Regions from separate parts of the Pan troglodytes genome. Here region 2 is linked to region 1. A link is a contact called in public capture Hi-C data. All regions are on one chromosome and are shown on one strand. The core of a region is the stretch at or near the end of the contact, and the rest is flanking DNA. Distances in the headings are between cores, read along the strand shown. Region 1 has its middle 15 kb from the start of GALNT10. Region 2 overlaps GALNT10 (polypeptide N-acetylgalactosaminyltransferase 10).

Region 1 (4,656 bases), core at 1,460-3,959:
TGTATATCTTATTTGTACTTGCAATAAATCCATGATATACACAATTATTCCTATTTTATGAGTAAGGAAACAGACAGAAAGAGGTTAAATAACTTGCTGGAGATCCAGTGGCTGGTAAATGGCACAGTTGGGATTCTAACCCAAGTAGTGTCAAGTATTACATTTCCTTGGAAGTTTGCAAACACATTTTCTTTCCTGATCAACTTGACCACTCATGATATGAGAGACAATTTTAGATGGTTCATAAACACCTTATTAAGAAACATCCTCTCCTATGGTGAGAAAGCCATTCCCTTTCAAGTTCACTTTAACATGACAAATCTCTCTTTTAACAGAGAGAGTGAACAGTCTTTTCACACACAGCAGTACCTTGCTAAAATTTAACTTCTAAATTAAACTTTTAAACTTAAATTTTAAATTATATTTAAAATTTAATATATTTAAAATGTATTGCTTCATTTCATAGCATGTATTTTTTGTGGTCACCTTTTATTTGTGGAAAACAATCCTTGTTTTCTCTTCACAGCAATTTCCTTTCAAAAGGAATTTATTTAAGGATAAAAAAATACAGTCGATTCAGATATTAAGACCATGTTAATAATGGTGCCGAGGGTGTGTAAATATGACACAAATCATGACCGTGGTACAGAAATGAATGACAGAGGCCAGGCACAGTGGCTCATGCCTGTAATCCCAGCACTTTGGGAGGCTGAGGCGGGAGGATCACTTGAGGTCAGGAGCCCAAAACCAGCCTGGCCAACATGGTGAAACCCCATCTCTATTAACAATACAAAAATTAGCCGACTGTGGTGGCGCACACTTGTAATCCCAGCTACTCGGGAGGCTGAAGCAAGAGAATTGCTTGAACTCAGGAGGCAGAGGTTGCAGTGAGCTGAGATGGTGCCACTGCACTATAACCTGGGCAACAGAGCAAGACTCCATTTCAAAAAAAGAAAAAAAAAAAAGAAATGAATGACAGAGATAGGAAGCCCTGCCCAGAGCACTGGCCCAGGAGTAAGGTGCCATAGCCCTCAGCCCAGCCAGCAGCAGTTTGGTATATGGCTGTGGACAGATCGTCCCCTCCCTGAGCTCAGATTCTCTATCTATTGAGTAAGGAGTTTAAATTAAATTATCTCTAACATTCTGTGGCATCCTAGTTTCTTCTTCTTGGCCTGGAATTTACTATACTTTAACTCAAGCCAATATTAAATTAGACGTGCTAGAGATCCACCCTTTCAAGCCCCGTAAAGACAAAGGACTCCACTGCACCCACTATGTCTTTTCCTCTTTGAGTGAGTCTATTAATTCCTATCTAGATTCCTGCCGAAAAAGGTGAGGAGATAAATGCATGTAGTGCAGGATTCAATTTGTGCTTCTTGCCTAGAAATTAAACAGGTCTGGGTTGGTCCAAGGTGTTTACAGGAGAAAGATAAGTTCCTTGACATGTCCTCATTCACAGCGATTCCACCTGGGCCCAGCAGGCCTTCTGATTGGTTTTCTCTCCCTCTGGAGGGTTCTGTGTCTGCTCACCCAGAGACAGCTGTGGCCATACCTCATGACGGCTGGGGAAAAAAAAAGAGAAGGATTTTTATGAAAAATTACAAGGTGCAGCACTGCAAATGGATGCCAAGCCTATATGAAAAGTAACCTGACTAGAAGCAGCAAGAGTGGAAAAACCCATTCTTCTCACATTTAAAAAAAGTTGTGGGGTAGAGGATGCCCAGGATAGGCCAGGTGCAATAACTTATCCTATTAATCTGCTATATTTAGTTCTTTTACCCCACATCAATCCTGAGAAGGAGTTATCATCATCATTTATTAATTTTATTACACTTTATAGTATAGATTAAGAAACTGAAATTCAAAAACATTTCATTTCTCTCATCAATACAGCCCTAATAGGTATAGGTATAATTGTTCCCTATTTTATATGTAAGGAACTTGAGATTCAGAAAGATTAATTCATGCAGCTAGTAAGGGGTAAAGCCCAGATTGGAACAGAGGTCTGACTCTCTGCAGGCCTTTTCTGTGCACTTCCTCACATGTAGCCTCAGGAAAACTTTATAGTAAGAGAAGGCAAGGGGCAAGAATTTCTCCTACATGTCAGATCATAGGGGCATGGACCTCGCTCAACATCTTCATATTTCATTCCTCATTGTGTGTCAAGAATTCCTACGTGGTCAAAACGATGCATCCTTTTTCCCCAGGCATCCACAGAGATTTGAACCATCTGTCAGCCCTTCCTAATGACAGCTGATGGAGACATCTGTGGCCAAAAGCCACCACTGCCAGCAAGGAGCAGGTTAAGAACCTGTTCTCTGTCTTGTTTAACATTCTTTCCCACAGGCTCTGCACACACTGTGAAGCAAAAGTCATCTGCAAGGCCCGAACCTCTGTCCTCAGGGAGTCCCCATCTGTAGTGGGCACTATCGATGCCCCAACCAGTGCCCCTCAGATTCCCTTTACCCCTTCTGTGATCCATCTGCCAGCTTCTGTGTGCTCCGCTCCTAATGGCTCACATCTGTGACTTTCTTCAGAGGCCTGCCCTGGGGCTGCCGAATCTGCTCTGCCCTCACTTTTAGAGAGCTGAAAGTGTTCAAAGCCAGTACTGACAAGGGCAGGACTATGGAAGCCCAGCTCTCTTGCATCAAGTCAGGGCCAGGTCTAAGGTAGAATTTTTACTCCAGAGCTCCCCATGGGATCAGGCTGGGATTGAGCCCGAAAAAGCATGCTTTGCTTGGCTTCTTCCCCGTCCTGTTCTGCTACCTCACTCCCTCACCAGTTTCTCCTCAGAGCACTCCCTTAATAAGTCACATGCAAATACAGTATCATTCCAGGATCTCCTTCTGGGGAACTTGACCTAAGACATCATTTTTCATCCATAGAAAAGCTACCTTATTTTCTATGTCCGCAGACTATCTTCACCTGAATAGACACCCCCTCCGGGCATCTCCTGAACCAGCCTCCCTGTGGAAGTTGTGTTATGGACATATATATGGTAAATGAGAGTGTCACTGTTCAAAGGTATCACCAGTCTTCTAGGCAACAATAAATTCAACCTGGTGGTGTCTCTGTCCATCTTATATATACAGCCTTTTGGATAAGAACATTTCACTACACATAATGCTGACTTTATCCCATTGCTTTAAAGAAAGAAAGAAAAGTAAGAAAATTGGGTCAAAGTTCTTCTTGTCCATCCACTTATTAACTAGGTAACCTTTGATAACTGACCTAACCTTTATTTTACTTAAAAAGGGAAAAGGAAACGGCCTTCTCTCTGATTTAAAGTCATGTGTGTCCTTCATAGAAAAATTTAGAAAACTTAGAAAAGTACAATAATCAGACACCCTCACCTCAACCAGTACTTTTTGGAAAATTTCTATCCAATCTTCCTTTTCTCTATGCAGATATTCTAAATTGTGATAGACATTAATTGTGTTCATCATCTGGTCCAGATAATTATCTGGTATGAAGAATGGCCTACCAGACCTTAAATCTGCTACTGTGGACTGTGAAGCTTCAAACTGAGATTGTGGCTACTCCACCATCTCTACCTCAATGACAACAATAATAGCAGAGTCCCCTGCCAACTCAAAATGAGCATATAGTATATGCAAGAAGCAAACTGTTGTTTCAAGCCATTGGGATTTAGTAGCTGTATTCATTTGCTAAAGGTGCTATAACAAAGTACCACAAACTGAGTGGCTTAACATCAGAAACTTATTGTCTCACAGCTCTGGAGCTTAGAAGTCCAAGATGAAAGTGTCAGCAGGGTTGGTTCCTTCAAAGGGCTGTGAGAGAGAATCTGTTCTGTGCCTTTCACCTAGCTTCTTGTAATTTGCTGGCAATTTGTGTGGCATTCTTTGGCCTGTAGAAGCATCACCCCACACTCAGCCTTCACCTTCACGTGACATTCTTTGTGTGTGTGTGTGTGTGTGTGTGTGTGTGTATACACATGCATGCATGCACATGTGTCCAAATTTCCTTATTTTATATGGACACCAGTTATATTTTATTACGGCCCACTCTAATGACCTTATTTTAACTAATTACATCTGCAACATCCCTACTCCCAAATAAGGTCATATGAGGTACTGAGCATTAGGGCTTCAACATGTGGATTTGGAGGGACACAATTCAACCCATAACAGTGGATGTTTATTACAATGGTATAGTTTAGCCTATACTGGCCAATGCAAGGGATTCTTCTTATGCTGTTTTTTGACCTCCTATTTTCACTTCATAAGGTTAAGTATTTTGCCCACAGTCACAATACCAGTAAGAGGGAAACTGGAATTCTAATCCAGGTTTTTGATTTGTTAGCCTGTTCTTTCGGCCACTCCCTGGGGTTAATCCCTTACAGTGGAGGTGCTTTGTAGTTCCCATAGTTCTCGCCGTTCCCTATTACTCTCAGACACTGAGTTTAAGTACTATCTGTCTTTAGGCTTGTCCCATTGACTTTCCTGTACACAGCCCAATTTATTCATTTACACTGCCTGTTTTCCCCCTGTGGACACTGCATTTGCAACCTTGAACTATGGTATAATTCCTTCCCTTTATTATTAAAAAGGCAACTCACACCTTTTGAATTCACTTTCCAGGTCACTAAAAGCCCTAGAGTTATTAAGACAATCTGCACAACCCTCGCCCTGTATT
Region 2 (5,454 bases), core at 2,394-4,893, 81 kb after region 1:
GCTCTCCCTTAATTCTCAAAACACATCTCTTTGGTTGCTTTTAGCTATAAGTAAGTAACAGAAAACCCAACTCAAATGCGTTTAAACAATATAGACATTTTATTCCATTTCTTTAACCAGAAGTTCCAAAGGAGGGTACCTGGTACCTCCAAGGTTAATTAATTCAGTGGCTCAGCAATACTATCAGGGACCCAGGTTCTTTCCACTTTCTCCCTCCACCATCCTTATGTGTGTTGGTTTTGCTCCCAAGTTGACTCTGTTTTCCCCTGAGTCATAAGCTGGCTCACACTATTCCAGGCATCACTCAGGGAAAAAAAATCTCCAGCAAAAGAAGAGTTTTTTTCTTCCTGTGTGTCTCTTTGTAACGGAAAGGAAGCCTTTTCTAGAAGTCTCTCCACAGAATTGCACTTACATGTCATTGGACAGAATTTTATCACATAAGCAAACTTCTGGGTATAACTGATAAATATCTTTATTATTTTGATTATAGTGATAGTTTCACAGCTGTGTTCATGTGTCAAATTGTATGCTTTAAATGTGCACAAGATATTGTATGTGTCAATCATACTTCAATAAAGCTGTTTCAATAATTTTTGCGTAAGTAGCAAATAAATATGCTCTCCTGGTAAAAAGTTAAGACATTATATATAAAGCGCAACTATCCTTTTCCACTATCTCTCTGTCCTTCCAGTTAACAGATTAGTGTGTATCTTTACAGATCTTTTTCTGTACATTTATGGATATGATGTACCCACAGAATATATAGAGTACTACCTGTTTGTTATTCTTTTTCCATAAAAGTCATGTTGTATGTATGATGTTGCAATTTCCTTTTTAGAACACGATATTTCTTGGAGCTGTTTCTAAGTCAGTATTTAGAGGTTCACCTAATTATTTTTAGCTGGATAGTATTGCGAGATACAGGTATAGCCTGGTTTATCCAGACATTCCTCTCTGCTTTTGTTTGTTCTCAACTTTCCATTATTTCAAACAGTCCTTCAACAAGGATCCTCAGGCAGGCCTCTTTGTACAAAGTCTCTGACATGGATCCCAGACAATAGGGTTTGGACAATTTTAATTGCTCTCCAAAGCAGCTGCACCCACCAGCAGTGGTTAAGAGCACACATTTTTCCAACAATGTTTGATGTTCTCAAATTTTTGTTTGCCATATTATGGATGAAAAATGATATGTCATTCTTTTAATTCGTATTTTAAGGGGAGTTTTCACAGAAGAAAAGATTTCTGCACCCCAGTCTTGGCCATTCTAATCTGAGGCTTAAGAATCTGAGTGATTTGGCCAGGCTCAGTGGCTGATGCCTGTAATCCCAGCACTTTGGGAGGCTGAGGCGGGCAGATCACTTGAGGTCAAGAGTTTGAGACCAGCCTGACCAACATGGTGAAACCCTGTCTCTACTAAACATACAAAAAAAACTAGCTGGGCATGGTGGCGCACACCTGTAGTCCCAGCTACTTGGGAGGCTGAGACAGAAGAATTGCTTGAACCTAGGAGGCGAAGGTTGCAGTGAGCAGAGATCTCACCACAGCACTCCAGCCTGGGTGACAGAGTGAGACACTGTCTCGAAAAAAAGAATTAAAAGAGAGAGAGAGAGAGAGAATCTGAGTAATTTTTTCCAGGTGATGTGCAGTGAGGTTTGGTGATGTCTCTTCCAGCTCTGTTGTTCTGTGATCCTGACACTCCTGCCTCCTCCTAGGCATGGGACTTGTTTAGGCCCAAGGTCTACACCATCTTTGCCACTTAAATTGCTGCTTTCTCCATGGGGGAAGATTTTTAAGACAAAGAAGTCCTGGTGACTCTGGCCTTTTACTGCGTGTGACTGATGGAGCCATATTTCAGATGTCCCACTGAGGAAATCCTACTCCTGGGAAGGAAGAGACTAATCCATGCTGCTCTATTGTTTGCTGGACACTATGCTGGGCTTTGTTGTCATTTGATTTCTACTGGGTCATTTAAACATCGCAGCAACCTTGGGAAATATTATTGTCCTCATTTTACAGATGAGGAAACTGAAGTTCACAGTGACTTAGTAATTTGCCCAAGGTCACATAGCTACTATGGAGCCCCTATCCCAGATTTGACAGACTCCAAAGCCTGTGCTCTTTTCATTATACCACCTGCCTACAAATTAAGGTGTCTAAGGAGACAGAGACCATGGATGGCCAGTGCCTCCTTTCCAGAGATGCTCAGAGGAGTCTACTCACTTTGGCTCCCAATTCTCAGCCCCTTCCTGCCTTAACAACCCAAGTTCCTGACTCTGGGAGGTCTCTAGAAGGTAAGAGTCATATTTTATTTGACTTAGCATGTAGTAGCTAGAAGATGAGCATCATATTTTATTTGACTTCGTATGTAGTAGCTTCTTTGATCAATCCTGGGGAATGTGTTCCTGAAAATATGGACTGGGGAATAGATGGATTGGGGTACGAGAGAGAGAAGGATTAAGTTCCACCTTCTGATCATCCTTGCTGCTTCCACCTTCTGAAATTAATGCAGAATATATCTATAAAAGTGACTTGTCTCAGTGAATTACAGTCAATGTTTCAATTTCTTGAGCTTTTTTTTTTTTTTTTGGATTCTGAGAAACTTTAAAAGAATAGTATATGCCAAATTACCATGTATCCGCCGTGTAAAAATAACCAAAAAAAAGGTCAGATTTCTTTTTTTTTAATAAAATAAGCAATATGTCACTCATCTGAAGATGAAATCCCCTGATTCCCATTCCAGGTTTCATTTCCTCCTCACCTCATCCCCCAGGAACCTCAGATATAAATTTTGATAATTTCTGCCTAATCTGTTTTTATACTTATAAGTATCCATTAAATACATGTATCATGAACAAATAAAAATAACAAAAGTAGTTTATATAAATGGTATCACACTGTACCTATTATTCTGCTGCCTGCTTTTCTCCTCTTTATGCTGTGCCACTGAGAGCCCTTTAAAACTTAAGAATCATGTCTTCTCTAATCACTACATCCCTGGTTGCCTTGTACATTCCAAATGCTTAATAAATGAGAAAGGAAAGAAGGAAGGAAGGGAGGAGGGAGGGAGGAAAGAAGGAAGAGAGAGATGAGGGAAAAAAGTAGGGAGGAGGGAAGAAAGGAGGGAAGAAGGAGAAAAGGAAGGGTGGAAGGAAGCCCAGCCAACAGGGTCAGTCTTTCCCATCAAAACTTCTTGTGTGGCTCCCAATTAGAACGGAGGGTAATTACAAACGTATAAGTCCTCCATGCTATGATTTCCCTGATTCTGAGAACTGTTCACATCCCATTAGAGCAGACAGCCTCTCTATCCTGCGATCTGCTCCAGGGAAGTCCCAGGCATGACTGCAAGAAGTTCCAGGCCACACAGCCGCCTAATGTGCTTAGCTCAACTGTGGCTCAACTCTCGCTGGTCATAAATCAACCAGGCAAGGCTGAAGCCTGCATTACTCTCTATCTCTCAAAACCCCTCAAGGATTTGGGGAATTAGCTGCCAGTTCAAACACTTGTCTGCCCTCCTTTCCGTCTCCCACTCCATCTTTGTCTCTGTCAACCACAGAGTGCCTCTCAGTGCCTGTCTCTGCCTCTCTCTGGGCATCTTTCTCACTGAGCATCTCTCTGTCTCTGGTTCAAAATTATGCCTCTGTCTGCCTCTCTTCAGCCCCTGCGTCTACCTTCCTGCACTCCCGCTTCCCTCCCCTGAGCCTTGCTGCAGCCATAGATCCAGGATCCCAGCTGGGTCATAGATCTCTTCGTTACTGCTGTTCTTTCCCTCTTGCTTTTAAGAATGCTTTTTATGGTGGCTTCTAGCACAAACAGCTGTTGGAACTTGTTTGAAAAAACCTCCGGGAACAGATGCTCTGGCAGCCCTTCAGATTCTTCTTTCCTCTGCAATCTGAGATGAGTTGGGGAAGAAATTCATTCATTCATTAACCCATTAAACAAATATTTATTGAGCTCCTATTATGTGCCTATCACTGAAGTAGCTGTTGAGACCAGGTAAAACAGCCCTTACAGAGTTTACAGTCTAATGAGGGGAGGCAGATTAAATCTAATAATCACTAAAATATGTAATATCAAACAGTGATCAATACTATGAAAAAAATGATCCACAGGTCCACAGTGCTCTAATAATAATTGTTAATGTCTATTAAATGTTTATTATATACTTGACTCTATTCTAACCATTTCACATACATTTATTTTAACAAAGACTTCCAACATCCTATTTTACACATGATGAAACAGAGGAACAGAGTGGTTAAGCAACTTGCTTATGAGCACACAGCTTGTGGTTAGGGGAGCCAAGATTTGAACACAACATGGGGGTTGGGGGAGCAAGAGTAGGAAAGCCTTTCCTGAGCTCAGTTTCCTCCACATATGAATAGAATTTTCTTTTCCAAGATCATGTAGAGACTAGGAGGCAGAAACAGGACCAGGGTCTGGCCTTCTGAATCCCAAACTCATCTGGTTCTAAAGGCAAATAGGCTGGAGTATAAGCACTGGCTCTGCTGCTAAGCCCCGTGAGATTTTGTGGAAAAGTAAGTGGAGCATGGGGGTGGGGAGATGGTAGGATTAGAGACTTCCTGCTAAAATGGGTATGTGGGAGCTGGAGCACCCTAAGCTCCTGGAAGGAAGGACTGTGTTGTGTTCTCCGTTGCGTCCCCACCACGTAACACAGCAGCACTTAGCAGGTGCTTGGTCTTTATTTATTGAAAAATGAATGAATGGATATGTTGAATTAAATGTAAGTGAATTAAGTGAAAAGGATGAAACAGATGGAAGCTTCATGTTTCTTCCAAGCTAGGGGTTTATGATTCCGGTAACTTCATTTCTTTCTCCTCTCACTAACACTAGCCAACAGTGCAGAGATATTCTGCCAGGTATCTGGATCTGTTTCTCTCTTTTCTTTTCAGTCTGCATATCCAAAATGTTTTCCTGCTGTTGCACAAAACTCCCTTTCAAAATTTTTTCAGTTTTTGCTGATTCAATTAAGAGCTTAGTTTAATCTCAAAACTTTACCCCTTCTTAAGTCCCTTTTGATAAAACAGTCCCCAGGGTACATCTTTGAAGCCTCTTCATGAGTTTTGGAGCTGAGTAAAATGCCGACCACTTACAGGATAATTACATTGGAGCAGACACATTGTTCCTAGAATCTGTTTCCCAATCTCAGTAAACAGAGCCTGGTCCTTTTTATGTTGTAATAAGCACTACCTTCTTCATTTTCCTCTCATCTGGAGAGCTGCCTGTGAGTTATTTCATCTCTGGTCCAGGGAAGAGGAAAGGAATGGTTGAGAGAACATCTTCCACAGGGAATTTGGCTAGGAGGGGTCTTTTGGATGGGAGGGTGACATTTGGCGGATTCTGTCACATTCTCAATGATTCTCTTTAGAACAGTGTCTGGCATGTAACTGTAATAATTATTATTACTATTATTGTTATTATTGACATGCAAAGCAC

Evidence for each region. Capture Hi-C pulls out chosen DNA fragments and counts their contacts.
Region 2: a contact with region 1 is called in a capture Hi-C map of stem cell-derived neural stem cells, with 2.3 times the contacts expected there. The contact joins two enhancer-like sites. A contact is called at or near these places in 3 of 7 Hi-C or Micro-C datasets (blood and induced pluripotent stem cells) and 1 of 1 other capture datasets (stem cell-derived neural stem cells).

The regions. Positions count from the first base shown.
Region 1 is chr4:151,770,277-151,774,932 of NHGRI_mPanTro3-v2.0_pri, forward strand. No RefSeq gene overlaps it. Among named protein-coding and RNA genes, the nearest start is that of GALNT10, 15 kb to the right of the region's middle. Within about 2 kb of position 2,710, at least 1 of the 24 cell types and tissues checked has an H3K27ac peak or open chromatin away from gene starts, as enhancers often do. A contact at or near this core is called in stem cell-derived neural stem cells, where this site is marked.
Region 2 is chr4:151,850,353-151,855,806 of NHGRI_mPanTro3-v2.0_pri, forward strand. All of the region lies in intron 2 of GALNT10 (polypeptide N-acetylgalactosaminyltransferase 10), which reads left to right. Among named protein-coding and RNA genes, the nearest start is that of GALNT10, 65 kb to the left of the region's middle. Within about 2 kb of position 3,644, at least 2 of the 24 cell types and tissues checked have an H3K27ac peak or open chromatin away from gene starts, as enhancers often do. A contact at or near this core is called in stem cell-derived neural stem cells, where this site is marked.